5 separate regions of the Mus musculus genome follow, and all the other regions are linked to region 5. A link is a contact called in public Hi-C and promoter capture Hi-C data. All regions are on one chromosome and are shown on one strand. Each heading gives the region's core, a stretch centred on a gene start, on an enhancer-like site or on the middle of the called end of the contact. The rest is flanking DNA. Distances are from core to core; before and after follow the strand shown. Region 1 overlaps Smurf1 (SMAD specific E3 ubiquitin protein ligase 1). Region 2 holds the start of Zscan25 (zinc finger and SCAN domain containing 25). Region 3 overlaps Smurf1 (SMAD specific E3 ubiquitin protein ligase 1). Region 4 overlaps Trrap (transformation/transcription domain-associated protein). Region 5 holds the start of Arpc1a (actin related protein 2/3 complex, subunit 1A).

Region 1 (6,144 bases), core at 789-3,288, 170 kb before region 5:
ACTGCTGGTGCCTCCTGTGACAGGCAATTGACAATGGTGTCTCAGGGGTCTGACTCCTCCAGATTCTAAGTGAGAAAGACATTCAACAAACTCCAACTGAGTTAAACAAAACAGCCAGTTAGTTCTTTTAGAAACTGCCCAGGCCTCCAAACAAAAGCTTCAGAGGCTGTCCCCAGAGAGGAGCCCAAGAAGTGAAAAGAGCACTCTTCAAAACTAGGGGACCTGAGGACCCCAGCCAACAGGAACTGAGAGAGCTCGGTCGGGCTCACTGTGAACTAGGGAGGCTCCCAGGCAGTGTGGAGGGGCTCGGTTATCTTCCTAGTAACTTGCAAACACTAAAATTATCCTTTAAAGTCAATTTGTCAAGTAAAACAAACAAATGAACAAACATACAATCAAGAAAGGATAAAAAGTGACCAGGTTGTATAATGCAACCCTGCTCTGGAGGACACACACACTGGAGCACTGGGAGGTAGGCTGGAGCCTCAGCACTGGGTAAAACTGGGTGGAGTTCAGCATGACACTGGACGAAGGAGGGTTACAAGTTCAAGGTCATCCTTGGTGATGTGATTTTAAGTCTAGCCTGGGCTATGAGAAACACTGCATCGAGAAAAGGGGTGGTTGGGAGGGGAGTGCTAGAAAGATGGCTCAGTGGTTAAAGGCGCTGGCTGCTCTTCCAGAGGACCCCAGTTCAAATCCCAGCAACCACATGGTGGCTCACACCTATCTGCAATGGGACCTGCTGCCCTCTTCTGGTATGTCTGAAGACAGTGTAGTCATAGTACTCGTATACATAAAATAAATAAATAAATCTCTTTTTAAAAAATTAAAAGGGAAGCCAGTGGAGCAGCTTAGTGAGAAAAGGCATCTGCCACTAACCCTGATGGCCTGGGTTCAAAACCTGGGGCCTCCACGAGCACACAGCAGCAAGTGTGTCAGGACACTCCCGATACACAGCTTTTTGCTGGGCGTGGCAGCACACACGTGACAGTGCTTAATCCCAGTGCTCAGTCAGGAGGCAGAGGCTGCTGGTTCTTTGTACACTGTAAGCCAGCCTGGTCTACATAATAAGTTCTAGGCCAGCTAGGGCTACAGAGAAAGACCTTGTCTCAAAAACAAAAGCAAAACCCCACACATGGACACAGGGGCACACACTTAGGACCCCAGGAGAAGCAAGCATATTGGCAGCTCAAGGTTAACCTCAGCTATGCAGCAAATTCAAGGGTAGCATAAGCTACATGGAGAGTTGTTTGTAAAAAGCAGAGAAGAGCATTAAGTAATATGACATACTTTCCCTACTTTGTTTCAGGCTAGAATTTTCAAATTTCCTTCAATATGACTATATGAAAAACATTCACGAGGAAAATCTTATTTTTCAAGTCGTTAGTGACTTTGTAGAAGAGAGGGGAGGGCCAGGCGCTGGTGTTCGCGTCCCCGCCGTGCCCTGCCGTGCCCCGCCGTGCGCCAGTGCTGTGCCAGCTCACCCTGTGCAGCCCCTGCTCAGGTTATTAATATGCCAGTTACAAGCCTCGCCACCAGCCAGCTCCAAAGGCTGGCCAGGCACTGCTCCAAGTTGGTGCATACATACATCAGAAAAGGACAAGACAACTCAAAGAGATGAGGTTCAATTCCGCAAAAATAACAGAGCACCCAAGACTGTCCTCAATATAGACGCTTCCAAAAACTGATTCACAAAATAGTTTGCGAAGGGCACTGAGGCTGCGCTGCCTTTTTTTTTTTTTTAAAGGCAGAGGCCGAGAATGTGCCCCCCCCCAGGCCCCCCACCCCCACCTCTAGCTCTCTCTCGGCAAGAGCAAAGTGAGGCTGTGGCCATGCTGCCATCCCAAGTTCCCACTTCCTACTGAGCTGGGGCTCAGATGAGGAGGTGGAGGCTGCCAGGCTGCCCACGTGCTGCCAGCCTGCCCATCCTTCTCGTCCATCCATCCCTGCCACCTCCTCACTGTATAATAAAGGCAGCGGGACGGGACAGAGATTCCTCCACCCATCCCCAGAGCTCCACTTGGGGCAACATTCCTAGCATGCCCACATGGGTATGTGGGCAGGAGAGGTCTCAGGGGGGATGGTGGGAGACAAAGGACAGAGTCCAGGGTAACTGAAGGATAGTGTGTCAAGCAACATCTCTATGTCACACCCCCACCTCCTCCTGCCTCTCATGCACTTGACTGAGGCAGGAGATCCCAGCTGCAGAACTAGCAACTGCCAAACTCTCCCACGGCAGTCACGGCACACAAGAAAAACACCAGCTCTGTCAGCTACCATCAACCCGCACAGCACAAGATTTTTTAAGTTTTAGAACAGCTCTTGGATCAAAAAAGAAAGGCGATGTGGGACTGAGATCCGTGGAGCACAATAACAAAACCCTACCTCAAATTGCAGAGGCAAATTTCATTTGTAAGAAACCAGCAAGGGAGCTGGGAGGTGGCCCAACGGTCAAAGTGTCTGTCACACACTAGTCGGGACAGAGCTCAGATCTCCAGAACTGATGGAAATGTGTGGTGCTCATAGCAGCCAGCCTGGAGCTCCTCCCTCTGAAGGGGAAGCACAGGAGTCCACAGATCAAACTGGCCACGTTTAAGTGAGCTCCTGGCTTGATTCACAGACCCTGCCTCAGTGAATAAGCCAGAAGAGAGAGAAGTCAATTCCAGATGCACACATGTGGATGGTCGCGCGCGCGCGCACGCGCACACACACACACACACACACACACACACACACACACGCACGCGCGCGCGCGCACAAACATATGCAAAGACATACCTACACACATGGGGGCGGAGGAGACCAGCCAAGGCTGCAGGGGAGGTAGGGAGAAGGGTAGTACATGCCTCTAATACCAGCACCCAGGAGGCCGAGACAGAGAATCCAGAGTTTGAAGCCAGTCTGGACTAAATAAGACACTGTCTCAAACAACCAAACCAAACCAAACCCAAAGACTGTAAACAAATGATAAAGCCAACAAACAATCCACATTGATTTAAGATGAAAAAGAAAAAGACAGAAAGACAGACTACAGTAGTACTAACCATGAAACCAGAGACCAGGTCCTGATCTAAAAAGTTAGGCTAGGCAGGGGTGGTAGCACGCTCCTTGAATCCCACAAGGCAGGAGATCTCTTTGGGTTGGGTTCAAAGTCAGCCTGGTGTACACAGTGAGTTTCAGGACAGCTAGGGCTATGGCTATTTTGTATCAAAAACCAAAAGCAAGCTAGGGGCTGGCAGACAGCTCAGCATGAAGATAACCAGCACAACACTTGGGGTCCTGAGCTCAGTCCCTAGGATCCACACGGGGAAGGCAGACACAGGCCTGCATGCTGTCCTCCAACTACCACAGCCAGGCCCTGCTACATGCACACACCTGTCTCAAAAACTAAGAAGATTAAAAGACAAAGAAGAACTTCTACAAGTAACAAGACTTCGAGGGCAGGTCGGGAAAGGCCAGTGGGAGCCAAGGAAGCTGGCAAGGCTCCTCTGGGGTGAGGGAAACGCTATAATTAACTGTGGTGGTGGTGTCAGGAGAGACTACAACTACCGACTAGTATACTAAAAAGTGACATATTGTGGCATATAGTATTTATATCTCAATTAAAATGCTACCAACCCAGAATAGCCAGTACCCTCCTGAGTACTGAGGTTAAGTCAACATGCTGTGCTGCGCATTTACTTCAGCAGGACCTGTGAGGCCACTGTGAAAGACACACTGTTACAACAGAGATTTGCTCTGGAACATTTTAGTTTCTAAGACTAAGTCTTGCTTGGTCCTTAGCATGGCTCTAGAGACTAGGATCAGACTAGGACAGTGAGGGAAGACAGACAGATGGACACATAGGAAAGCTGAGGTCTGGTGGCCTTGGATGTCTGGCGAAGAAGGCTCAGCACCCTGAAAGCCCAGCATGTGTACCCTGGACAGGGAGGCTGGATTGTTGCAGAGCTGGACAGGGAGGAGGCAGGGTCCGCATATACAGCTCGAGAGGAACCAGGCTTAGCTAATCTGAGCAGAGGCCATCTCTGCAGGGGAGTAGCCTCCAGGCAGGAAACGCCAGGAACAGAGCACTATGGTGGACATTCTCTGCTCATTTCCTCAACAGCCACATATGGACCAGAGGGGAAGACTGCCATTTTCCCATGATCTGAGGCTAGGGTCCTTGACATGTTCCTGCCTGTTTCAACAGCACCGATCTGGGCTGGAGAGATGGTTCAGTGGTTAAGAGAATTGACTGCTCTTCCAGAGGTCCTGAGTTCAAATCTCAGCAACCACATGGTGGCTCACAACCATCCGTAATGAGATCTGACTCCCTCTTCTGGTGTGTCTGAAGACAGCAACAGTGTACTTACATATAATAAATAAATAAACATTAAAGAAAAAAGAAAAGAAAAGGAAAGGAAAGGAAAGGAAAGGAAAGGAAAGGAAAGGAAAGGAAAGGAAAGAAAAGAAAAGCAGCAACCACCCACTCAGGGCTTCACAAACTTCGGGGCCTCCTCTGATCCCCAGAATCTCATGGCCCAGGTTGGCCACAAACTCTTCTATAGCTAAGAGAACCTTGAACTTGTGTCCCTCCTTCCTCCACTCCTGAGCGCTGGGGATTACAGCGGAGCCACCTTGCTAGCTTCTACTCCGAAAACCATTTCTGTTGAACGTCTATTAACAAGATTTAAGGTAGCTGGCCAGGATACTTAAGCACCGGAAGAGGAGAGCAGGCCTCTGCTGATTGCTTTTGCCAATTATTAAATGGAATGTTGATCAAGTAACACTTCAGATTGACAGGTAAATAGCCTGCCCACTAAGTAAACCAATTCAAGTTCTGGACAATGACTCATGCCATCCCTGCTACCTACACCCAATTCTTCAACACTAGCAAAATCCTCCACAATTCCCAAGATTCCCTATTGCCTAAAAACTGCTTCCCTTAGAGTTCAGGGGCCAGACCCTTGGTGGCACTCCTGGCCTCTGGGGCCTACACGGATTTCCTCTCTAAAGGCAGGCACACATCTGCACATGCGTGCACAGACGACACGTGTTTCAGGCACACATCTGCACATGCGTGCACAGACGACACGTTTCAGGGTCAGAGAGGAATCCTGAGTGTGAGGCTCAGTGTCCACCAGCCTGGAGCTTTACCACCTGGGCCAGCCTCTTACCTCCTAGCACTGGGGTTGTAAGTATAGCCACACCTGGCTTTTTACATCTGTTCTGGGGACTCAAACTTGGGGTCTTCATGAGCACCTTCCAGACTCAGTCACTTGCCAAGCCAGTGACCCTAAATTTCTCATTTTCAGGATCATACAACAACTGAGGGGAGGATCAGGGAGCAGAAACCAATCACGTGCCCATCATGTGATTGAGCAAAAATCAAATGTGGCAAGTCATAGAATATTGCTCAGCTGCAAAAAGGGAAGGGATCTGCCATGTGTGTTGGGCGGTGCACAGCTGGAATCCCAGCACTCAGAAGACTTAGGCAGCAGGATCAGTAGTCCAGGCTCAAGATTCTGTCCCAAAAAAACAAATAAATAAAAATAAACAAATAAACCAAAACCAAACAAAAGCAGGGGAGGGACACTAACATGACAAATGAATACAAAATCAGGAGCTCGCCTTAGGCAGACTGCGTGGACTCGGAAATTCCAGAGGGGGGGACACTAACATGACAAATGAATGAATACAAAATCAGGGGCTTGGGCAGACTGTGTGGACTTGGAAACACCAGAGCAGTCGATGTGCACTGCATAATTCGCTCACAGGAAATATCCCGAACAGGTAAGCAAACACAAAGGACACATGACTAGTGTGACTAGTGGCTGCCAGTGGCTCCGCACGGAGAACAGGAAAGGCCTCTGCTCTCATTAAAAACCTGAACTGGAGGCTGGAGTGATGGCACAGAGGGTAAGGGCACACAGTGCTCTTGCAGAGGACCTGGGAGGTTTCCAGCTCCCACGATGGGCAGCTCACTACTGCCTGGAACTCCAATTCCACAACAACTAAAAAGTGAAAATTGAAAGACTCATAAAAGTACTGAAATAAACTTCAAGGTGTAGAGTTTACCTCACTCCTCAGAAGTTTATGGTCCAACTCTATTTTGGTAAAAATTCAGACATGGGGCTGGGGCCACAGCATGAACAAAACTCTGGG
Region 2 (6,023 bases), core at 2,939-5,438, 200 kb after region 5:
AAACTTAACAAGACTACAATGACATTTCTTTAAGAAAAAAAATTTTTTTTTTGTGGTGTTGGAGATTGGTTCTATGTCCTTGATTCAATAAGGAATCTGCATGCCCAGACACTGAAGGTCCTTGTCCCTAACCAGTTTTTGATCAATCAATAAAGATGCCAGTGGTTAATTGTTGGGCACAAGTTGGGACCCTTCGAGTCTCTTGGGTAGGATGCAGAGAGGAAGACCACCATGACTCAGGAAAGAAGGATGGGATACAGGAGCAGCAGGAGACAAAGCCAACCAGTCATGTGAGATTTCAGGTAAGTGGCCACTGGCCACTTCCCTGATTGGGCCTTGGGTAGCAGGGAAAGGTTCAGCAGTGCCCAGCCTTTGAGGTAGCTGAGACATTTTAAAAATAAGCTAATGTGCATGTGTCTTTCATTTGAGGATCCAAAGATAGCTCCTGGGCTGGTGTATGCTTGTGATCTGCCGGGAGCACAAAGGCGTGTAGCCAAAACTCACTGCCACAGTGTGGTTTTTAAAGACAGGATAGGGTCTCTCTGTGTAGAACTGACTGTCCTGGAACTCACTCTATAGACTAGGCAATCTGGAACTCACAGAGATGTGATTAAAAGCGCATGCCATCACAGACTGGCTACAAGTTTTAATTGAATCTATTTATTTACTTGTGTGTATATTTACATGACGGCATGCATGCGTGTTCATGCATACATACTGTTGCATGCATTTGAAAGTCAGAGGATAACTTTTAGAAATTAGTTGTCTATGTCCATCATATGGGCTCTCCCCAGGATCAGGGTTGGTGTCAGTGTCTTTACCTGAAGAATCATCTTGCTGGTCCCATAAGGACATTTTCTGAGTCTCTACTCTCTTGGGATGAGAGGAAAATAGGAAGCTAGGAGGAGGCTAATTATTATCAGTTAGGTTGGTGGGATGGGAACAGTTGTAGGCACAGAATTTCTAAGTTAGGAGAGCTCAATGCAGGGGTGAAGGAGGGTTTTGCTCTGTGAGGCTGAAGTTCCTAGCACCCAAAGGGGACCCTCAGCACCCACATGCATAGACACAGCCTCAGCTAAGGGGAGATCCTGACTGTCAAAGCAGGGTGGACTTTGGCCCTAACCAACTGTGGGTAGTGCCTTGCAGATAATGTGCTCAGGCCTGGGAACACTTAAGAGGTAATGCAAATACACTGAACTTAGAAAATGGTGAAGGTACTTGAGCCATTTAAAAAAATTTTTTTTTTTGGGGAGGGTATTTCTCATGTAGCCCAGGCTGCTCTTTAACTTGCTATAGAGCCAAGAGTGAGTTTCTGATCCTCCTGTCTCCCTTTGAGTGCTGTCGGGCACAGTACTTGCTTTGGTTTGCTTGCTTGTTTACTTTAGGAAGGTCCTTGCTATGTAGACCAGGTTGGTCTCAAACTCACAGAGATCTACCTGCTTCTGCCTCCTAAGTCTGTGAGACAGGGTTTCTTTGTGTAGCCATGGTTGTCCTGGAACTCACTCTGTAGACCAGGCTGGCCTCGAACTCAGAAATCTGCCTACCTCTACCTCCTGAGTGCTGTTTATTTTATTTTTTAAAGATTTATTTATTATATATAAGTACACTGTAGCTGTCTTCAGACACACCAGAAGAGGGCATCAGATCTCATTACAGATGGTTGTGAGCCACCATGTGGTTGCTGGGATTTGAACTCTGAACCTCTGGAAGAGCAGTCAGTGCTCTTAACTGCTGAGCCATCTCTCCAGCCCCCCTTTTTTAAAATAAAAAATTATTTATTTATTTTATGTATGTGAGTACACTGTTGACCTCTTCATGCACACCAGAAGGGGCATTGAATCCCATTACAGATGGTAATGAGCTACCGTGTGGTTGCTGCCAACTGAACACAGGACCTCTGGAAGAGCAGTCAGTGCTCTTAACCCCTGAGCCATCTCTCCAACCCCTCCTGTTTCTTGAAGGATCAGTAACATCACCCCAGAAGACCCGTGCTCTGCTCTTCCTCCATCTGTGTGAGTATTCCTAAGCATACCTCCCCGTCCTTGATGGTCTTTGCTGCCTTTGGTTCATGAAGTTTGGCTAATCCTCCACTCCTTTGTATTGGCCGTGATTCTGCCTGAACGAAACTGGAATACGATCCTATCAAAATTCCTTGAACTGCTGCCTACTCAAGGATTTTCTTTTTATCTTTTCTCCTTTTAAATTTTTTCAGTTTCTTAAAATAATAATAATATTATATTATAATATTATAATATATATGATATTATAATATATAATAATATATAATAATAATAATATTATAATAATAATAACCACTATGTTGAACTATTCTTCAAAATCCAAACCTGGAGGTCAATGGGAGAGAATGTATTACAATATTCAAATGACTGAATTTTTAAAAAAAGAACATAATCACAATAGGTATTTGAATTAATGATATTAAAGAGTTATGCGCTAAAATGGGCATGGTGGTACATCCCTTTAACCCCTCAGGGCTAACTCAGGAGGCAGAGGCAGGCAGGTCTCTGAGTTCGAGGCCAGCCTGGTCTACAGAGTGAACCAGAACATCCAGGGCTACACAGAGAAATCTTGTTTCAAAACAAACAAACAAACAAACAAACAAACAAACAAATGCAGAGCAAAAACCCAAACCAAAGCAAAATGAAAAATTTACTTCATTTTGGGTCTTACTATGTAGCTTTGGCTGTTCCAGAACTCTGTAGAGCAGGCTGGCCTGGAACTCATAGGGATCTGCCTGCCTCTGCCTCCTTGGTGCTAATAGTAATGATATGCACTACCATATTTGGCCTGAGCACCAGTCTCTAGTTCCAACACCGTTTCCTGTCTTTCCCTGAAAGAGGAAATCATGTCTAAGCCTAACTAAAATGTCAGCTGCTCTAAAACAACCCTCCTATCACAAGATGTTTCTTTGTTTTCCCAGAGAAGCCAGTATACATGTGTTTTGTAGGAATTCTGCAATAGTTAGTACACTAAAATGAGAAAGTTAAAAGCATACAGTCATTAGGCAGGCATGGTACTGACAGTATTTTAATCCCAGCATTTGGGAAGCAGAGGCAGATCTCTCTGAGTTCAAGGCCAACCTGACCTATACAGCAAGTTTCTGAACAGCCAGAACTACATAGAGAGACCTTGTCTCAAACAAAACAAGCAAGCAAGCAAGCAAGCAAGCAAACATACCAAGAAACAAGCAGAAACAGCTTTGGGGAGACCGTTTATTTTGGCTCACAATTCCAGATTACAGTCCTCATTGTAGGGGTGTCAAGGCAGCAGAAACTTGAAGAAGCTGGTCACATCGTATCCACAGTCAAAAGCAGGGAGAAATGAATTAGTATCTGTATGCTTACTGTTTATCTCCCTTCTTATACAGTCCAAGACCCAAACCCACCCATAGTAGACTGGCTCTTCCTGCATCATGCCCACAGGCCACCCTGTCCCGGAGGGATTGTCTAACACTTTATTAAGACTCTTCCAGTCGGGCGTGGTGGCACACACCTTTAATTCCAGCACTCGGGAGGCAGAGGCAGGCGCATTTCTGAGTTCGAGGCCAGCCTGGTCTACAGAGTGAGTTCCAGGACAGCCAGGGCTACACAGAGAAACCATGTCTCGACCCCCCCCCCCCCAAAAAAAAAAGACTCTTCCTAGATGATCCTAGATTGTCAAGGTACAGTTAAAACTATTACCTTTCTTAAAAGAACATATTGTCCAATTGCCTTCTAAATATTTATGTTTGGGGACAGTGCGATGGCTCATTGGGTCAAAGTGCATGCCCCCAAGCCCGATGTGTGAGTTCTATTCCTGGGACCTATGTGGTGGAAGGAGAGAACCCACTCCACAGGTTGTCCTCTGACACACACTAAATAAACCTAGACAAATGTTAAAATATTTATGTTTCTACACATAGACTAATCCATCTCTCAGACTAGGGCAGAAAAACTACTTTTTGTAGAGACTCATTAAAATATATATATATGGAATAAATAAATAAATAAATATATATTTATTTATTTATTCCATATATATATGGAAGTGCAATAGAGCCAGGAGATGGGAACCTGGAGTGGCCATGACCGACCATAGAGACATACCTCCTTCTCGGACCTCCGAGCTTCCTAGAGAGGAACCGGACGTCAGCCCTTTCCATAGGGCACCTGCTTGACAGCATCCGCCACCCACTTCCGGTCCGCGCAGGCCTGGGCAGGTGCTAAGCGCGCAGTCAAGGCCCCGGGCAGGCCGGGTCGGGGCGGGGCTGGACGGAGCAAGCTGCTGCTCGGCGGGGCAGCAGCGGGCCAGGGGTCGTAGGCTCCACGCACAGCGGTGATCTCAGGTAAGATCCATGCGGGTCGCGGTCGGGCCAGGCTGGGGGCCTAAGGTGTCCAGGACCCGCAGGAAGACCTTGACCCTGGGACTCCGAAAAGGGACGCTAAGCGTTTTTAGACGCAGATGCAAGACAGGGATGGGAAGAATAGCCACGCGGCGCCTTCTGTCTGCCAGAGGCCTGGAAGATCCACGGGGGCCGCTTGCCCCAGGGCACTGGCGGACCGAGCTAGACAGTAGCAGGGACGTTCGAGAAAGCTGGATGAAGCAGAACGATGAGTGTTAGAGGTGGAAAGATGAGGAATCAGTTTCACAGGCGGACAGAGAAATACCATATGTAACATAAGGACGTGGCCTGCCGCACCCTAGTTGCGCTAATGAGCACAGCGCCTTACTGCTTTGGGCTTGGGGCCTGTTTTGTCAGCCCGCCTGCCCCGGAAGTAAACAAGACTGATTCTGGTTTTTTTTTTTTTTTTTACGGTCTGCATCGCAGCCTCTTTTTCCTAGGGTGTTATGTTTGCTACTCACCTGTCATTCTTTCCTCCCTTTCTCTTTCCTCCTTCCATCCTCTTCTGCTCTCCCTCTTTTCCAGTTTCATCGTACCCAGGTTGGCTTGGATCTCGCCATCCTCCTGCCTTGGCCTCTCAGGCCACTAACGACAGGCCTGTTACATCTTTCTTTTTTTCTAGACAGGTTTTCACTATGTATCTCTGACTGCCCTGGAACTCACAATGTAGAGCAGGTTGGCTTCAAACCCATAGAGATCGGCCTGCCTCTTATTCCCAATGTTGAAATTAAAGGTGTGCACCAGTACACTCAACTTTTTCTTTCGTCCTTTTTTTTTTGATATATGTATATGTGTGTGTGTGTGTACGTACATGTGTATAATATATGTGTGTGTGTGTGTGTGTGTGTATGTGTACGTATATGTATATAGCTGAGTATAGTGGCCCACAACTTTTTTTTTTAAATTTGTTTATTTACTATATATAAGTACACTGTAGCTGTCTTTAGACACGCCAGAAGAGGGTATCAGATCTAATTACAGATGGTTGTGAGCCACCATGTGGCTGCTGGGATTTGAACTCAGGACCTCTGGAAGAGCAGTCAGTGCTCTTACCTGCTGAGCCATCTCTTCAGCCCATATTTTTATTTTTATGTGATGAGTTTTTTTTTTTTTTTTTTCCTTACTGCATGTATGTCTGTGTACTGTATGCCTGGAGTCCAGAAGATGCAATAGATTTTCTGGAACTGGAGTTACAGACTCCAGTCTGTAAGCACACACATGGTGAAGCACCATGTGTGTGCTGGGAAGTGAACCTGGGTCCTCTGCAAGGACAGCAAGTGCTCTTTAATTGCTGAGCTGTCTCTCCAGCCTCACCTTTCTTTTTAGACCCCAATGTTTTGGGAGGGAGTCAGCTATAGCTGCCTGCATATTCTTTCTGTCTCTTTTTTTTCCTATGGGCTTGGGGCCTGTTTTGACAGCCTGCCTGCCCTGGAAGTAAACGAGACTGATTTTACGGTTTGCATTGCCGCCTCTTTTTCTTCTGGTGTAATATTTGCTTCCTTTCTGTCATTCCTTCTTCCCTTTCTCCTCCCTCCATCCTCTTTTCCTTTCCTGTTCTTCCAGCTTCCAGTGTCTGACATTTTTGTACATGCATATGCTATGTCTTGAGTATATATGCCCT
Region 3 (5,505 bases), core at 2,226-4,725, 200 kb before region 5:
TCTTTTTAGCCAGGATACTGCGAAAAGGAAGTACCTGGGCTTCCAGTGACGGCCGCTGCAATTCCCTTACCTATCAAAGGGGAAAACACATCCTGCCTCGAGTGTCCTGCCACGGTGGAGTTCCAGCAAGCATACACTGTGCATTTACCTTCTGCTGCTTAGAAATCCACCTGCTACCTGAACAGGCTGTGAGCCTGTGATGGACGCCTCTGGAACTTGAGCTCAGTAAGCTGTCGGCAGCTGCTGAACTTGAAAGGGGGCTTTGAGGCTCCAGTCAAGGGGAGCTAGCACAGAGACCACGCAACCCTCAGCGGCCCAGCGGCTCCTGACCATGGGTCGATGCTCGCGGAGACACCACAGCCTTCCCACCGTGCCAAGGAGGCTGAGGGCGAAACCTGGCTGCGTTTTATTGGATGGGTGATGGAGGGGTGGGCAAACTATAATAAAGGAGAATAAATGGGTGGGAGCCACCTAGGAAAGTCCCCTGGCCTGCCCTCTCCAAAGGAGGAGGGAGACGAGCCTTTTCCCTCGGTTTCTGGAATCTCAGGCCTCAGCCCGCCACGCGGGAGGCGTGCAGACGCCATATGCTTTGGGTCTGGTGGTTGTGAGCAAGACTCTGTGGCCACTGGCTGCTCTTCACTCCACTGCAAAGCCACAGGTTTCCTCCACCGCTGTCAGCAGCTTCTCATAGAGCTTCTCATAGGACTCATAGGGTGGGATGTCGATCCGATTAAAGCTGGAAAAGGGCAAAGGAGCCAGCGTCACCGCTGGGAGGGAGGCACTCAGCCCCATCCACACTGCCGCAAAGTACAGCGGCGGGCAGGCGGGCGGGCATGGCGTCTCATCTCCCTCGGAAGATGCACACGCACTTCAGCTCTCAGCACAGCCCTTGTTGCTGTGTTTGCTTCTGCCAGTCAACCCACAACAAGTGTCACAATCCACACAATCAGCGTGTAAGCTCACTTCTGCTCGCTGTTCTGCCTCTGGGTGTGCTTTCTCACACTGGAAAGAAGCCCCGGCCTGCTGTAATCTGCACTGGTGACCAACAGGCCTTCTAATGAGGTCAATCCCCTACCACAGCATGCTGGGTCTCCAAGGTAAGAGAACACCAAATCCTAGAAAGATGGGTGCGTACCTACCTTCCTGGGAACTCAAGATTTGCAGGGGGAATCTCATTTCCAGTATTTGTGAAAAGAGACACATCTATTGTCTCACAGTAACTTAAAAGCGGTGGCCCGTGGATCTCAGGCACAGAGCAGTCAGGAATGGTCTTAGAGACTGGGCGAAGGCTACGCTCTCGTTCTCCCCCACCCCTTTTCTCTAGCCTTATGAAGGGACACAGTGCCATGCTTCAATACCACACACCTATTCTGTAGGAGCTCGGGCCGTACCATGCTGAGGCGGCCATGGGGTCTTACATACACGCTCCTGGGAATGGATGTCTTAGCCCATCTTCAAATGTGAACAACAGTTAGGATGTACTTAAACCACTCATCTCAAACCTCTTCATTTGGTCACAGACAGCATCTAAACCTCCTGTGCTACCATGTAGCATCCCCACAGCCTTGGGAACTAGAATCCTGAAGGAGAGGTAGTGAGCCTGAGACAGAATCTTTCAATAAGGTTCTGAGAAGGAAAATGTGGAGCCGCACATCAAACAGACAATAGTTGCCCTTTTCTGCTAGGCACATGCACACATGCACAACACACAACCAAGGGACAGCCATGGCCCTTCAGGTTACAGTCCCAAGTGGTGGCACCACAGCCTTAACAAAATCTGATGCCCACAGCAGCGACCCAGTGGGACCTGCTGACTCCAGTCACTTGGCCCCAGGGTGTGAGCTGAGGTTATGCGGAAGGACACACAAAGGCCGTTTGTCTGATCCCACGGAGGCAGGGCTTACCAGGTATGGGCCTTGGGCAGGTTGTCTGTATTGGCGTCTATCAGGTGAATGGTGAACAGCCGGGGCCCTGCCGCGCCTGTAGAGCCTTACAAGACAACATTCTAGTTACTGTACTTCAGAGACAAGTCCTAGGAGTACCTGGCCAGGAGGCTCTGTGGCAGTGTGGCATGCTTGAAGCCAAGGAGCTTAGCGCCCCTACATATGGCCTGCCCAAGAACCTCTTTTTGGGGTAGCAGAAGTAGAGACTAATTGGTTCCCACACTTTACTAGACAGAAAGCCACTAGACTTTCTCTACTCTGGTCTTCCTGGATGCTTGTAGGTTTTCCTAGCGGCCTGCTGCTGCTGAAACTACAGAGGCCAGTGGATGTTGTACTATATAGGTGTGTTACACACTCCTGTGTGCAGGGTAAAGGGTGGCAGTGCTGGGGGCAGGAAGAGGCTCTTGTAGGGGCAGGAAGTCTGGCCACCTCCTTTGCAGGCCCTGCTCTGCCCAGCCCCTCAGTGTTGGAAGCAGCAGCAGGCGCAGGCTTAGCCTGTGCTAAGAGAAGGTTTCCGGTGCTGGGCGGGGAACCCCATCACCCCTGCAGAGTCTCTTCAGTCCTGTATCACTACAAAATAAGGTGGCCTCGGTCTCTTGAGGCCAGTGCAGTCAAGCTCTGGAGTATTTAAGCTCCAGCACCTTCCACCTGACCCTACTCCCTACAAGCTGGGGTTTGGCTGTTTGTTTTTTAAGAAGGGTAAGGGGACATCCACCTTGGGCTGGGGACACCGGAAGCTACCAGTAGCCCCTGCTGCTCCTGGATTTTAAAAGAGCACATGGGATCCATCAGCCCATGGGGGGCTCCAGTGTGGCCACACACCTGCCAGGCGCCCCACTGCTAACTATATGTTGTGAGAATATACTGGCCACTCTCACTCTCTAGCAGGATGGCCCACACTCCAAGTCTTGCTGTTCAACACCTCAGGAATGGCCCTGACTCCACGTCAGTCACCTTGCAGAGCCTTGAAGCCTTGGAGAGGAACTCTTGTGGATCCTGTCACAAACTGCAGGAGTCTGGCTCTCCTCTCCTCATCGAAGGTCTCCACCGCCTGCCAGAACCACCTGACGATGTTGCTGTCTGCCACACAGTGTTTCAGCCGGGTGTTGGACTTCCAGTCGTTCAGGTCTATCTTATCCAGCCCACCTATTATCAGCTGGGGAAGGGCGCCAGGCTGAGTGTTACCCTCAGATGCACAAAACACTGCCCCCGCCCCTCCCCCAAGACTACCGAGACTCAAGAAGCAGTGACAGTACAACTCCCACAGCCAAGCAGCAGACAGGCTGTCAGCAATCAGTCACACAGCTACTTGTCGGCTGACACCCCAAACCTGTAGTGAGTTTGCTGAGCACCAGGCAAGAGTGACTGGGAACAGCTAACAGAATGCAACAGGCCATGTGGAACGAGGGGACACAGAGCACTGTCCACTTGTTTAAAAGCTTGCTCAAAGCTCACACAGAGAGGCTCCACTCCAAAGCCCTCCGTCTCACAGTGGGCAGATGGCTGTGAGAACAATCTGGAAGGCTTAGGCCACTTGGCACCAGGCAGAGCTGGCGAGGGGTGAATGAGCCACTGTCTGAGGCCATGACTGTATGTTCTCAGTCTGTGAATAGCCAGAGTGGAGAGTGGAGAACAGCGAGGGAGGCCTGGTCCTAGGCAAGGGCTAGAGATCCCACAAGCCCCAGGCACAGACCTGCGACAGTGCCTGCAGAGCCAGTCAGTAGTTGCTGGCAAGGAGACAAGGCTATCCAGGTGCCCTCAGTCTCCCCCTGCACCAAGCTCACTGCACAGAGGGGTGCCAGGGGCCTCACTCTCTGAGGTCCCTAGGACACCTGGCACTCACCTCTAGTTCCTTCTGGTCAAAGGGCTTCAGCAAGTGTTGGGGAATGAGTTCGTTAAACCCCTTCTGAAGTGCTAAGAACTGGGCTTCGATTCCTCTCATAAACCTCCAGTTCACATACAGCCTGAAAGGAAAAGCCATGCGTTTCAGGTAACTGAGAAGAGGCCTTGAGAGCACCCTGTTCCCACAGTGGCTGTGACAGTATCACAGTGCAGTGACAGACAGCACATGTGAAGTTAATGTAGAGTCTGCTGAGGGGACACAAGCCCACACCCACCCTCCCTAGTAGCTTTTAGTTTGCAGGTCTGCTCTTACCCTTAATTATTATTATTGTAATTTAATTACTATTATTTTAAGCATATGCATGTTCTCCCTGCATATCTGCATCACAAGTGTGCCTGGTGCAGAAGTGGGTGTTGGAGTTGTTAGACAGTTAGCCAGTTAAGGCCACCATGTGTGTGCTGGTCCTCTGGAGGATCAGCCTGAGCTTCAGCCACCGAGTTGTCACTACAGCTCTTTCTATTATCTTTCTCAGACAAGGTTCCATGTATCCCAGGCTGGTCTTGACCTTGTTCTCAGAGAGGTCTGTGCCATCCCACCTGGCTTTATCTGTCACTTTTTTTTCTCCTCTTCCCCATCCAGGGAAAGTCTGGGACGCCCAGGCTGTAATTAGTTCAGTATGTAGCCCAGAATGACCTGGAACAACTCCTGTGTCAGCTTTCCAAGTGCTGGACTCACAGGGTGCACCACGACCATGCTACACCCAGCCTTAATAGCAAGTTAAAAGCAAACTAGCTCTGCCATTCTGGTTTTCCACTAAAAAGCAGGAGTCCTTGATGAGACCTCCTGGAACTGCCAAGACTTCAAAAAGGGTCTGTGAGACATGAGTGGCCATATGACCACCCACAGTATGCAAAACTGTCCCTCAGGTGGCATTGGGACACTGTAGTGAGCATGCAGCCACCTCTGCATCGAGAGCAGGGCTGTCACATGGAGTCTCTACTCCAGGTGCCCCGACAGCACCATCTGCTTGCTCCATGTCACCACTAAAGCCCTGCATATTACCGGACGTATTCCTTCTTGTTCTCCTCAGTGACAGGCACATTTCTGCCATTGGGTTTCAGTTCATGCTGGAGAATCCGCCCGAAAGCGTTGTGCTCCACGCAGAAGGTATGATCCAACACAGGCGTGATGTCATTCTCTCTGTAGATACAGGCGAAGGCTGGTTAGGCCTATGCCAGGGAGTCCTAACGGGCTGGAGAGGACCATGCTGGGCAGCTGGCAGGCCTAGCTAAGTTCTGTCCCTGACTTAATGATTACCACTCATGGGGGTATCACTCAGCCATCCTGTGACACCAGGGGACATGAAACCTAATTGCTCAGGGAACTGCATCTGGGAGGAGGCCTGGGAAGAGGCAGCTGAGTCAAAAGGACACGAGCCAGGACAATGAGGCTTCTCTCCTCTCAAGGTAGCCTTTCAAAGGCAGCCATTCCCACAAAAAGCACTGGCATTGTCAGGCTGCCTCCTTATCTGCCCTACTTCTTGACAAGCATTTCCCCACAGGAAAGCCCCTGCTCCCCACGGCCCTGTACAGTGGAGCAATCGAGGCCAAGGAGGACCCCCTGCCCCAAGCCAAACTCCACACAGCAGCATCCCCGACACGTCAGGGCCTGGGTCTTCCACAGGTGCACAGGTTCACCCTGTTCCTGCAAAGCATTTGG
Region 4 (5,729 bases), core at 2,193-4,692, 240 kb before region 5:
ACTGGGTGCAGTCTGATGGACTGGGTGCAGTCTGATGGGGAAGATACATCAGTCCCCACAGATGGAAGGCAGATTGGTGGCCAGGGGCATGGCATTTCCAGGAATCAGAGTAACTGCATAGGAAAAGCCACACAGCAGTTCCATGAGTGTGTTAACTATGACTCAGATGTTCAGTTTGTTTGGTTGGCTGGTTATAAGTTTTGAAATAGGTCCTGACAATGTGGCTCAGGCTGACCTGTGGCTTGCTGTGTGTTCTAGGCTAGCTTTGACCTTGAAGTTTTCCGATCTGCCTCAGCCTCCCGAGTCCAAGTTTGTGCCACCAATAGTTAAATCCTCTGTGAGGCAGAGTGGTGGCATATGCTGTGTGTTTTGGTTCCACACAGATCTGAGGAGGCCAACAAAGCGTTCTCGGCTGCCGTGCAGATGCACGATGTGCTGGTGAAGGCCTGGGCCATGTGGGGGGACTACCTGGAGAGCATCTTCGTGAAGGAGCGGCAGCTGCACCTGGGCGTGTCTGCCATCACCTGCTACCTGCATGCCTGCCGGCATCAGAACGAGAGCAAGTCCAGGAAGTACTTGGCCAAGGTGAGCTGAGGAGACTCCGTCCTCTTTGTCACAGAGCAGCCTCTGACTGGGCTGAGCTCCAGCTCTGCTTGCTTGCCTTTGTTCACTTCCCATCCCTACAGAGGCCTGACCATCCTGGGGTCTCACACACCCTGGGGAAAGCCTTCTAGGCCAGAGGGAACTGAAATCCAACCTGCATCCATGCTCTCCGTGCAGAGGCGCAGCACAGCCGGAGTCAGTGTTTGCAGCAGACATGAATAAACTCTGCTTGTGGGGTCTTTCAAATCCCCATGAACTTGAGCTTGGGAGTGTACATCAGCATACATGGTCATTAAGCCAGTGCCAACCCTACCTTCGGTGGCACTTTAAGCTCTTTAAGCTTTGTTCTGATTCTCCCTCATGGTCGATAACACTATTTCATTTAAGGTTGGGACCTCCATTGAGGCTCTCAGATTTCATATAACTAAAACTTGTCCTCTGCTTTAGGTGCTGTGGCTTCTGAGTTTCGATGATGACAAAAACACGCTGGCGGATGCTGTAGACAAGTACTGCATCGGTGTACCTCCCATCCAGTGGCTGGCGTGGATCCCGCAGCTGCTCACCTGCCTGGTGGGCTCTGAGGGCAAGCTGCTGCTGAACCTCATCAGCCAGGTGGGGACAGTGTCAGGGATGCTGGCTCCTAAGGAGTGCTAGTGGTGTAAGTTAGACGGGGTTAGCGCCTCACAGCTCCTCCTGAGTGAGCAGGTGCCAGCTGTGCCCAGCACGCCAGGCAGCACCTCTCCAGTTGATTCTGTCCTCATGGGATTGTCTTGTGATTCCTGGAGAAGACTTGGTTTTTCTTGAGATCACATAAGCGATCCTCGAGACCCAAGTTTGACCTAGAGCTTAGCTGCCTGGTTACTGTCTCAATGTGTCCTCTATTGTCGCCCATGCAGTGGCTGCACACAGAAGCAGGTGTTCTGTGGCACGTCTGAAAGGTCTGAGTGATAGAGTGTCCTCTTGGTCACAAGCTAGTATGGTAGAGCTGGCACCTGCCACCTTGCCTCCGTGTTTGTTTGACTCCTGCAGTTGCATGAACCAGAGCGGCCTTTAGTGGGCTTGCCCTTTAGTTGGAGGCTTGTGCACAATCCCATGACTAATGGATACACAGGGAGTCTCACTGGTTAAGATCCGGAGCCAGTGTTTCCTGCTTTCCTCAGATTTGCTGAAGGAAATGAGTATGGTATCTGCCAGGAGTGGTCGGTTGCCAGGTAGAACTTATGAGATGCATGTGTGATCTGTTGGGGTTTTAAACAAGCTATTCCATCTGTTGGTCAGCAACTTTATATATTACATCAGTTGCTTGGTGTTGGCCTCTTTGACCCAAGTGCACAACAAAAACCCATTCACTGCTTGCATACAGTTACTCTCCCTACAAATTGTCCACTGCCCAGAACTCTCCCGTGGAACAGTGCAGTTGACTCCTTGCTGTCTCCCAGCAGGTTGGACGGGTATATCCCCAGGCTGTCTACTTTCCCATCCGGACTCTGTACCTGACCCTGAAGATTGAGCAGAGGGAGCGCTACAAGAGTGGTATGTTGTGGCTGGGGTGGCTGGCAGGGGGCTCCGAGGGCTCGTGGGGAGTACCCCAGATCATCACCATAACAGGTGGGCTACCCATCTCACCACTGTGATAGGCACACCCCTGCCCACAGCTCCCCTCCCACATGTAGTCAGGCTTCTTTTTGGTCAGGGCCAGAGGACCAAGCCTAATGGCTGAACAGTGTGTGGCAGGAGGGTAGGTGTTCATGGGATGACTTATTGGAGATAGAGTGAAGCTGGTGAGGTCCCCACTGTGGGAAAGCCTCAACAACCAAGATGTCAGTGTGTAAATGTGCTGTGGACCTGCTGAGGGCCTTGAGCTGTCAGCAGTCTGCTCTCTAGATGATCCTAAGAACCAAGAGCAGGACTTTGACTCTGCCCTGACCAGCCTTGATGAGCAAAGACCTGACTTTATGGTGTGGGTGCTTGGTAAGCACGGTGCCTCATAGCCAGTCAGCTTCCACACATGGCACCAGAGCCTCTGCCGGGGAGAAGGATCAAGTGTGTGTGTGTGGGGGGGCCGGGGGGAGCACAGTGACGTCAGCTCTTTGGCTTGGTCATCAGAAAATTAAGGTTAATTAAGTTCCTGGCTAAATATAGTGATCTTAAACCAGAAAGCTGGCCATGCAGTGTTCTGTTCTATAGTGTATTTCTCAGAGGTGACTATTTTTCAAAAATGTCATTTTGCAAGTGGGGGGTTGGCCTTCCTGGATGAAGTATTTAGATCAGTTTTTTAGATTCTTCGAACTTTTGTAGCAAGGAATATGTTGGGAGATGATTTTCCAAATATTTTATATCAGACAGCAGATGACACAGGGGCTCAGAGAGCCATGAGCCTTACCTGCTAGGACTCTCGGGTGGCAGGCAGTCTGTGGGCACACACGCTAGCTTTTCCCTGGGCCACCTGTATTCAGGGCAGAACTAATCTGCTCTCCACTCTTCGGTCAAGCGGGACAGTTGTTCTTAGAACCAGGCCATCTTCACCCTGTCCCTGGGAGGAAAGGTCTTGTCCCACCGTGGCAGGAACCGGCCTTCTGTGGCCAGTGGGTCCTGTATTGCGCTGAGGTGGCATCGTGGGTCTTGCGCTGACGTTGGCGTTGTGTGTGTTGCTCTCAGATTCTGGACAGCAGCAGCCCAGTTCAGCGGGTAACCAGTCCCATTCTGCGTCAGATCCAGGGCCCATCAGAGCGACAGCGCCCATGTGGCGCTGCAGCCGGATCATGCACATGCAGAGGGAGCTGCACCCCACCCTCCTGTCCTCCCTGGAAGGCATCGTCGACCAGATGGTCTGGTTCAGAGAGAACTGGCACGAAGAGGTAGGCGCCCTGGCTCTGCGGCCGCTGCCTCCTGTAGAGGGAGTGGATGGTACCAGCCGTGTCTGCAGACATGGCTGTGCTCAGACCGGGGTGTCTGATCAGCACAGCTCTTTACAGTTGATGTCACCGTGGATTAGGTAAATAGCTCTCCAGACAGCAGTGCAGCTTCAAGGCATTGAAATATGACGGCCGAGGGTGTTGTAGCTCAGTAGGTAGAGTGCTCGCCAGGAGTACACAGAGCCCTGGGTTTCATCCCAGCGCCTCATCAGCAAGCCATAGTGGTCCATTCCTGCAATCCTGGCACTCAGGAGTCCCAGGCCAGCCTGTGTCCCTGTGACAAGGAAATGGAGCTAATAAGGCTCCTTGCTACCGTGCGCACCTTCATGGCCTCAGTTCCTTTCTAACTGCTGCTGGTGGCTCCTGTGTGAGGGACAGGCTGTGGCTGTGGCTGTGGCTGTGGCAGTGGCAGTGGCAGTGGCAGTGGCAGTGGCAGTGTGTGGGTTTCAGCCTTGCTTCCACTCTGCTATCTCCCTAAGGGCAGTCACTTGAGCTGGGGACAGACTACCACTCACTTTCCTGCCCAGCAGTGTGTCCTGCCGGGCTCTGGCCAGTTCCATGTGGCCGTGAGAGTTTGTAGGTAATGTGGTGCCCACCGAGTGTCAGTAAAGGTGTGTATGGGCTTGACATGGCACGGGCCGCACCGGCTGCCTGCCACGCTGCCCTCTGACTCATGGTCTTTGTCTCTTCTGCTAGGTGCTCAGGCAGCTCCAGCAGGGCCTGGCAAAATGTTACTCTGTTGCCTTTGAAAAGAGCGGTGCAGTATCAGACGCCAAGATCACCCCTCACACTCTTAACTTTGTCAAGAAGCTGGTGAGCACTTTCGGGGTCGGCCTGGAGAATGTGTCCAACGTCTCAACCATGTTCTCTAGTGCGGCCTCCGAGTCCCTGGCCCGCCGCGCACAAGCCACCGCCCAGGACCCTGTCTTCCAGAAGCTGAAGGGCCAGTTCACCACAGGTAGGCTTGCCTGCGCACACGCTTGTTAGACTTTGTTTCTTTTCTTTTCTTTTTTTTTTTTGTGTGTTTTTGTTTTTGTTTTTGTTTTTTTCCGAGACAGGGTTTCTCTGTGTAGCCCTGACTGTCCTGGAACTCACTTTGTAGACCAGGCTGGCCTCGAACTCAGAAATCCGCCTGCCTCTGCCTCCCAAGTGCCGGGATCAAAGGCGTGCGCCACCATGCCCAGCTCTTTTTTCTGAGCCATCTCTCCAGCCCATAAATCATTTTTTTAAATATTTTTTTAAGATTTGTTTATGTATGTGAGTACATTGTCATTTTCTTCAGACACACCAGAAGAGGGCATTGGATCCCATTACAGATGTTTGTGAGCCACGATGTGGATGCTGGGAATTGAACTCAGGACCTCTAAAAGAACAGCCAGTACTCTTAACCGCTGAGCCATCTCTCCAGCTAGACTTTCTTAAAACATAACCTCAGGCCAGGTGTTGTGGTGTACATTTTGTTTAGATCCCAGCACTGAGGCAGAGGCAGGCAGATCTCTGTAAGCTCCAAGACAGCCTGGTCTACATATCAAGTTATAGTGAGAGCCTGTCTCAGTACTCAAACGTAAGGAGCCCATGACTGTCAACAGTCTGACTCCATATCTTATTTCTCACTGAAGGGCTAGAATTTGACCTTCAGAGAAAAGGGAAGGTTTTCAGCCCAAACCCTTGCCTTCCTGCGCTTGGTTTTGGGGGAAAGTTTTAAGTTGACGTGGAGAATTTTAAAGATTAAAGTGCAGGCCTCAAAGCAACAAGTGGGGTACAGACTTGCAGGAGGCAGGATGATGGGGGACCAGGTGAAGGCATTTTCTTTCCTAGAAGTCCCCTCCCCAGGCCTCTCTTGTCTCATCTGAGGGAACCTCCCCACTCCCTAAGTCAAGTGTGTGTTTGCGTGACACAGTGCCTTCTCCTATACACAACTTACCCCAGACAGATCTCTCTAACTCTCTGATTGGCCTGTAGGTATAGGAACACGATTTGCCTCGGTTTCTCAAAATCAAATGAAACATCTTGCTTGCGGTTTTTTTTTGGTAATTCTCTGAAGAAGTGCTTTATTTACGGATATACTGCAACCGTGGGGGCGTGGTGCAGCTCTCTTCTGTCTCTCTCAAGCTGGCTAAGTACTCAACCAGGGGGCCACACGCCCCAGACCCTAAAACTCTAGTCATTTTTAAAGCCTTACTATTTTTAAAGGATGCAATTAAAACTCTG
Region 5 (5,861 bases), core at 2,215-4,714:
CATGGTGGCTCACAACCATCTGTAATGGGATCTGATGCCCTCTTCTGGGGTGTCTGAAGACAGCTACAGTGCACCTATATATAATAAATAAGTCTTTAAAAACCAAAAAAACTAGGGACTCAATTGCCCCCATAAAGCATGAAAGTTGTAGCCTTTGTTTAGACTAACATGCTAACCAGTGACTCAAAAGACAGAATGGAAGCCAGCTGTGGTGGCGCACACCTTTATTCCTGGCCCTTGGAAGGCAGAATCCGGGGGATCTCCGTGAAGTCTGTGCCAGCTTGGGCTAAGTTGCAAGTTCCAGACTAGCCAGGTATACACAGTGAGATTCTGTGAGATTATTAAAAATCAGATTATTACTGAATGGCTCTTATTTTATGGGTGCTGTTGTGTTTTGCCAACTTGACTGGATTTAGCGTCACCTAGCAGACACATCTGGGCATGTCTGAATGTGGCGGCTCCATCCTTTAGTGCAGCTGAGGCTCTGAACACTATTTTCTTGTTACTTCCTTCCCAAGTGTGGGCACATGTTTGTATCCAACAGCCTCCAGCTCCCTTGGCCATGTCTTCCCTGCATGAGGTACCGCATCCCTTCAAACAACCAGCCAAAATAACTCCTTCCTTCCTTAAGTGGTTTTTGCATGGATCTTCTCACAACCCAGATAAAGAAACAAACCAACATGACTGAACACTTCTCGTCATTGACTGTAGACAGTATATTTTCATCTATCCAGACTAAACTTCTTCAGAGAAGACACTCTCTTTTGTAAAGAGTTGGAGTCTAAGTGAAACACAGCTGAGGTTTTCCTTGTTTGCTTTTGGCTCTGGGTACCAACTGTATACACTCTAGAAATGGCTCACTTACCCCACAATGCATGAGGAAGCCTTGCTTTCCAGGAATGCTATTTTTCCTCTGTCCAGTTGTCTCTGAGGTAGGATATCCAACTTACAATTATCTTCCCACTCCATTCCCTTGCTTCCCCATGACAGGACCTGTAGCCATGGAATAAATTCAAATTATAAGAGCTCTAAGTCAGGAAGAACTCTAAGTCTGTGAACAACTGAACTATTTAACTGTAAATAATACCACATGGGTGTGCGATTGGAGTATTGCAGATTTGCCTCTGTAGACGGTGCCTTACAATCAAGGGCTTCTGGATGGAAGTTGCTTGAAGTCCCGTCTCTATTTAAGGTCATGCAGACTGCTTGGCCTTGCTCAATTAGGATGTAGTGTGAAGAGATCAAATGTTATAGACTCCAAAAGTATCTCGGGGCATCTCAGGCCATTTAGTAGTTATCTACTAGCCTTCATTTCCCTTTTTGAATCTTCGATTTTTAATAGAACACACACACATACATACATACATGTCACTGTCTTCAGTCACATCTGAAATGGGCATCAGATCCCATTACAGATGGTTGTGAGCCACCATGTGGTTGCTGGGATTTGAACTCAGGACCTCTGGAAGAGCAGTCAGTGCTCTTAACCACTGAGCCATCTCTCCAGCCTAGTGAGTCTTCTTTTTTGAGACACGATCTCATGTAGTCTAGGCTGCCCTCAAACCCTTATGTTGCCTACACTGGCTCTGATCTTCCTCCCTCTGCCTCTGAAGTGCTTGCCGTTACAGGCACGTGGCACCGCGTCAGGTTTGTACAGGGCTGGAGCTAACAGAGGGGTTTGTGACTGTTAGGTAAGCACTCTTGTCAACTGAGCTACAACACTAGCCATGATCTTTATTTTTATACTTAGCTAACCTTCTCAGGCTTGTTATGTAAAGCCCTTGTGGTGTATCAGCAGATCTCTAGCTTCCTCCAACACTAAGGCTAAGAGTTCTCTAACCTAAGTTGAAACCTAGGAAAGATTGACTCTTCTTGCTATAACCCTCCTATCCGATGTTCCCACCAATGCAACTCTGCTAAATGTTCTGATGTGTGGCTTTCTCTTGTCCTGCAACTATAAAAGTTCACCCAAGGCCAGCGAGATGGCTTGGTGGGAAAAGCGCTTGCTGAACAAGTCCGACCACATGAGTTGGATCTCTGGAATCCGTGTAAAGGTGAAAGCAGAGAACTGAGTTCACAGAGCTGACCTCTGACCACCATATGAGTGCTACCCACTCACACAGCACACACACACACTCACACTCACACACACACTCACACACACACTCACACTCACACACACACACACTCACACACACACACACACACACACACACACACACACACACACAGACCGATAATAATTCTAAAGACCATAACGCAACTGTTTTCAAGGTGGGGCAAACACTTAGGGTAAGGAATCCGAGCACTGCTAAGCAATGCTCATGGATATTTGACTCGAAATAGACTATTCCCTTATTTCTGTTAGGGCAGTGTTTACTGTCCACTGGGTCAAATATATAGACCACCACAAGACAAGGACTGGGGTGCCTACCTCTAGTGGAACCTGGGTACTTAACTGGTTGCTTCATAATTTCTACCAGAGCAGGGGCAACAGTCTGACTGGATGTAGCATTCAGGGCAGTTCTTATAAATTGCATCTACATAGAATACACTCTTTCCATGTCACCATTGCGCCTTCTTGTGGTGTCATTGTGGGTGCAGGAACAAGTGGTCCTGATCTAGGAACAGTCAAGGGGACTCTTAGGTAGACTTGAGACTTTCTACTGAGGGTCCAGGACAGGGACAGTCCGCCAGGCAGAAAATAGTCACCAGTTCTGACCCACCCTCTATGAAGGAACACAAACATAGTTTCAAGGGCTGGCAAGATGGCTCAGCTTAAAAGATTGTATTGTTCTCGCTGAGGACCTGAGTTCAGTTCCCAGCACCCACATGGTGTAACTTACAATTCCAGCTCCAAGAGGATCTGTTGCTCTCTTGGCCTCCAGGGGCACCTGAATTCACATGCGTATACCGACACAGACATCCATATAATTCTTTTTTTTTTTTTTTTTTTTGGAGACAGGGTTTCTCTGTGTAGCCCTGACTGTCCTGGAACTCACTCTGTAGTCCAGGCTGGCCTCAAACTCAGAAATCCACCTGCCTCTGTCTCCCAAGTGCTGGGATTAAAGGCGTGCGCCTCCACCGCCCAGCCACATAAATATTTTTATTTTATTTTATTTTATTTTGAATTGTTCTTCAGAACCACAAAGCCTGAGAGATCCTAGCTCAGTAATTTGTAACAAAAAGCACTTGAGAAGCTCCCAACGCTGCACACTTGGGCCATGGTTCAGAAATGTGTGTGTGTTAAAACCTCCTTAAAGAAAGGAGTAGGACGCCCATCCAGTTCCACAAGCACGCCCTAGCGCTGACGAGCGGCTGCCTCACCTGAGCAGCAGCCGCTCTTCAGACAGAACACGCCAACAAAGGCTACGTTCTGCGCCTGCGCCTGCGCCAAGCGCCAGCTGAGAGCGGCCGCTCTGCGCAGGCGCTCCGGTCACTTCCGGGATCTGTCAGCCTCTCCCTCTAGGCCTCCCTCCTCCGTCCGCGCCCGCCGGAGCCAGTTCGCGTCGACTGACCAGAGTCCGCGAATCGTCCGCTCCGGACCTCCAGACCTCCCCAACCTCAGGTAAGGAGCCACAGGGCGGAGAGTCTGGCCCGGGTCGCCTCCATTTTTTTTTTTGTATGTTCTATGGCACGCGGGGGCGGCGGGCCCAGGGCTGTTAGGCGCGGGGTCTGGAGCTGAGGGGCCCGGGATCTCAGCCCTTCGTGGTTACCTCTGAGTCCCTGGTGCCCCCCTCACACACAGACCGAGCGTTTCTGAGCACTTTCCAGCTGCCCTCCATCTCGGATGAGAGAAGGAACAACTCGGCTTCCGACACCCCCATAGTACCATTTGCACCCCTACTGTGAGCATTTACCACAATCTGTAAAATTAGTTTAGACGGGCGGATCTCCCCCCCCATCCCCCGGTGGCTTGTCACGAGTATCTGTTCATCTCGTCAACATCTAGGATGTTGCCTAGAGCAGCCTCCGAACCGTCAGTTATTGGGGAACCCTTCCCAGCAAGAGAAAGCCCATCTTTCCAGTAACCTTAAGATTCCCTAGCTCTAGCCCCCGCCCCCGCAAGTCAGACTTGTACTCTCCTCTGCACCCGTATTCATAGGGTCCTTTATGTAGAACCCTCCGAGTTCCCGTTTGACTCTGCCACTTTGTCAGGTGTCTCTGGGAAGGTTGTTTCTTGGTGCCTCAGTTTCCCCAGCTGCAGTAAGAAGATTCTTAGTCTACTTGGTTTTATGGGTTTCGCGTGGAGTTCGTGTGCTTGAGTTGCTTACAGCAATTCCTAACCCAGAGAAGCTGTTCAAATGATCTGATAATAAATGATAGCCATTACTGGTGCTTCTGAGACTTTCAAGGCATATCTGCCTTCCTTTACTTTCTGCTCTCTTTCCTCCGGAGAAGGACATGAGGACAAGGATTTATTCATGTTCCTGGCCCCGTTCAGATACTGAACACTGTTGGGAACATGGGAGGCACTTAATAAATTGCAGCTTAGAATCTCTGAGTATAAAGCCATCTGTTGTCATGGTGTGTTTCTCTCCTATCTTCTCCTTGCCCAGTTTCTGAAATGACCTAGGTTGGCATCCTATTTTATCAGTTCCCTTAATCTTTTGGTTTCCTAGTAGGCCTTAGGATTTCAGGTCTCTATAAGTTATCAGTCCCGGGTGTTTACCCCATTAGATCAAGTCACTGGCTGTCTCAGGGGTGGGGGTTGGGGGAAGGCTTCTTCAATTCATATGCTGTTCACAGCTGAGAGGACCCATTGGAAATTGCAGACTCCTTTAGAGGATGGGTGGCAGTGTTTTGAATCTAAATTATCTAGTGTTAGGTCAAAATAAGTTCTCTACAGGAAGTGTGGAGATGGTCTGATGAAGCTGGAATTTCTAATGAAGCCTGTCAGAACATTGGTAGGGCGTGGTGACCTGTTGGAGCACAGGTATCGCTGGGCTGGGTAAGGAGAGCAATTAGAAACTAGATGAAAGCCGGGCGTAGTGGCGCACGCCTTTAATGCCAGGACTCGGGAGGCAGAGGCAGGCGGATTTCTGAGTTCGAGGCCGGCCTGGTCTACAGAGTGAGCTCCAGGACAGCCAGGGCTATACAGAGAAACCCTGTCTCAAAAAACCAAAAAAAAAAAAAAAAAAGAAAAAGAAAAAAGAAACTAGGTGAATCAATGACTTGAAATTGACCCTAACAGGGAATGGAAACTCTAACTTATGTGAATTTGTCAAGTCCCAGTGGAATGGGGTCAAGACACCAACATGTCCTTCTAGGACTGGTTCAAAGCTTTGTGTCAGAGGAAGAAAGAAAACCAATTTACTGGGCTTCCAAGATGGCTCCACCACTAAAGGCTAGGCTTACAACCCAAAAGATCAGAGAACTAACTTACCGGAATCAGTTTTGTGCTGCTTTTATGTGCTATCTCATTTAATCTTCCCAACGGTTGTCTTGTAATGCCATTTGGAGATGAAATGAAAATTTGCCCAGCATCTCATGTGTGTGTCAAAATGAAGATTCAAGCTCAGGTCCCCTCGTCTCAGATTTCCATGGCTAACTCGACATTAACATGACTCCACTTGAAGGCTGGGAATGTGGCTGAGTTGGTGCAGCCCTTGCCTGGTGTGCACAGTGCATAGGTAGGTAGGCTCACCAGTAGGGCAGGAAGAAAGACCATGCTAAGTGAAAGCTGAAGAGAGTAGGAGCCTCTTCCTTCAGTCCTCTTTATCCCTCAGTGCTGGACAGTGGCAACAGGCGCCTGATGCCTGCGTTTTGGTTGGTTGGTTTTGTTTGAGGCAGAGTCTCAACTGTATATAGTCCTGGTTGGCCTGGGACTCACAGAGATCCTTCCGCCTCTGCCTCACGAG

Evidence for each region. Promoter capture Hi-C pulls out the DNA fragments that hold promoters and counts their contacts. A called contact is a pair of places that touch in the nucleus more often than the background predicts. Capture Hi-C pulls out chosen DNA fragments and counts their contacts.
Region 1: a contact with region 5 is called in a Hi-C map of cerebral cortex, with 1.8 times the contacts expected there. The contact joins the enhancer-like site here to the promoter of Arpc1a in region 5. A contact is called at or near these places in 2 of 39 promoter capture datasets (cranial neural crest and neural stem cells), 3 of 484 Hi-C or Micro-C datasets (cerebral cortex, embryonic stem cells and forebrain), 3 of 115 datasets of contacts at active chromatin or transcription factors (bone marrow-derived macrophages, memory CD8 T cells and stem cell-derived neural progenitor cells) and 2 of 9 other capture datasets (adipose tissue and pancreatic islet).
Region 2: a promoter capture Hi-C map of adipose tissue shows a contact between it and region 5. The contact joins the promoter of Zscan25 here to the promoter of Arpc1a in region 5. A contact is called at or near these places in 6 of 484 Hi-C or Micro-C datasets (CD4 T cells, CD8 T cells, the G1E-ER4 cell line and 3 more), 2 of 115 datasets of contacts at active chromatin or transcription factors (effector CD8 T cells and memory CD8 T cells) and 2 of 9 other capture datasets (adipose tissue and liver).
Region 3: a contact with region 5 is called in a Hi-C map of cortical neurons, with 2.3 times the contacts expected there. The contact joins the enhancer-like site here to the promoter of Arpc1a in region 5. A contact is called at or near these places in 5 of 39 promoter capture datasets (the 3T3-L1 cell line, the HPC-7 cell line, cranial neural crest and 2 more), 1 of 15 datasets of contacts at CTCF or cohesin (embryonic stem cells), 31 of 484 Hi-C or Micro-C datasets (the AML12 cell line, B cells, the N1E-115 cell line and 17 more), 9 of 115 datasets of contacts at active chromatin or transcription factors (the 230-238 cell line, bone marrow-derived dendritic cells, bone marrow-derived macrophages and 5 more) and 4 of 9 other capture datasets (adipose tissue, embryonic stem cells, liver and 1 more).
Region 4: a contact with region 5 is called in a promoter capture Hi-C map of hippocampal neurons, with 2.2 times the contacts expected there. The contact joins the enhancer-like site here to the promoter of Arpc1a in region 5. A contact is called at or near these places in 10 of 39 promoter capture datasets (the 3T3-L1 cell line, the C10 cell line, the SN4741 cell line and 6 more), 1 of 15 datasets of contacts at CTCF or cohesin (embryonic stem cells), 11 of 484 Hi-C or Micro-C datasets (the HPC-7 cell line, cerebellum, cerebral cortex and 3 more), 14 of 115 datasets of contacts at active chromatin or transcription factors (the 230-238 cell line, bone marrow-derived dendritic cells, cardiomyocytes and 6 more) and 4 of 9 other capture datasets (adipose tissue, embryonic stem cells, liver and 1 more).

Annotation. Positions count from the first base shown.
Region 1 is chr5:144,912,588-144,918,731 of GRCm38.p6, forward strand. All of the region lies in intron 1 of Smurf1 (SMAD specific E3 ubiquitin protein ligase 1), which reads right to left. Among named protein-coding and RNA genes, the nearest start is that of Gm33821, 3.4 kb to the right of the region's middle. Within about 2 kb of position 2,039, at least 52 of the 459 cell types and tissues checked have an H3K27ac peak or open chromatin away from gene starts, as enhancers often do. A contact at or near this core is called in cerebral cortex, embryonic stem cells, forebrain and 2 more, where this site is marked.
Region 2 is chr5:145,276,283-145,282,305 of GRCm38.p6, forward strand. Zscan25 (zinc finger and SCAN domain containing 25) reads left to right here and starts at 4,189. Exons shown (of 6, transcript NM_001081431.2): 1 at 4,189-4,345. It overlaps Gm38740 (a long non-coding RNA gene), which reads right to left and starts at 4,767. Exons shown (of 2, transcript XR_868692.2): 1 at 4,107-4,767; 2 at 3,224-3,304.
Region 3 is chr5:144,878,721-144,884,225 of GRCm38.p6, forward strand. It overlaps Smurf1 (SMAD specific E3 ubiquitin protein ligase 1), which reads right to left. Exons shown (of 18, transcript NM_001038627.1): 14 at 4,849-4,986; 15 at 3,787-3,907; 16 at 2,898-3,099; 17 at 1,905-1,989; 18 at 1-736. The coding sequence ends at 637. Among named protein-coding and RNA genes, the nearest start is that of Mir7039, 15 kb to the right of the region's middle. Within about 2 kb of position 3,476, at least 33 of the 459 cell types and tissues checked have an H3K27ac peak or open chromatin away from gene starts, as enhancers often do. A contact at or near this core is called in cerebellum, cerebral cortex, cortical neurons and 2 more, where this site is marked.
Region 4 is chr5:144,842,154-144,847,882 of GRCm38.p6, forward strand. Trrap (transformation/transcription domain-associated protein) reads left to right here. Exons shown (of 71, transcript NM_001081362.2): 61 at 384-585; 62 at 1,051-1,215; 63 at 2,046-2,136; 64 at 3,262-3,461; 65 at 4,215-4,476. Among named protein-coding and RNA genes, the nearest start is that of Mir7039, 52 kb to the right of the region's middle. Within about 2 kb of position 3,443, at least 10 of the 459 cell types and tissues checked have an H3K27ac peak or open chromatin away from gene starts, as enhancers often do. A contact at or near this core is called in cerebellum, hippocampal neurons and pancreatic islet, where this site is marked.
Region 5 is chr5:145,080,405-145,086,265 of GRCm38.p6, forward strand. Arpc1a (actin related protein 2/3 complex, subunit 1A) reads left to right here and starts at 3,465. Exons shown (of 10, transcript NM_019767.2): 1 at 3,465-3,568.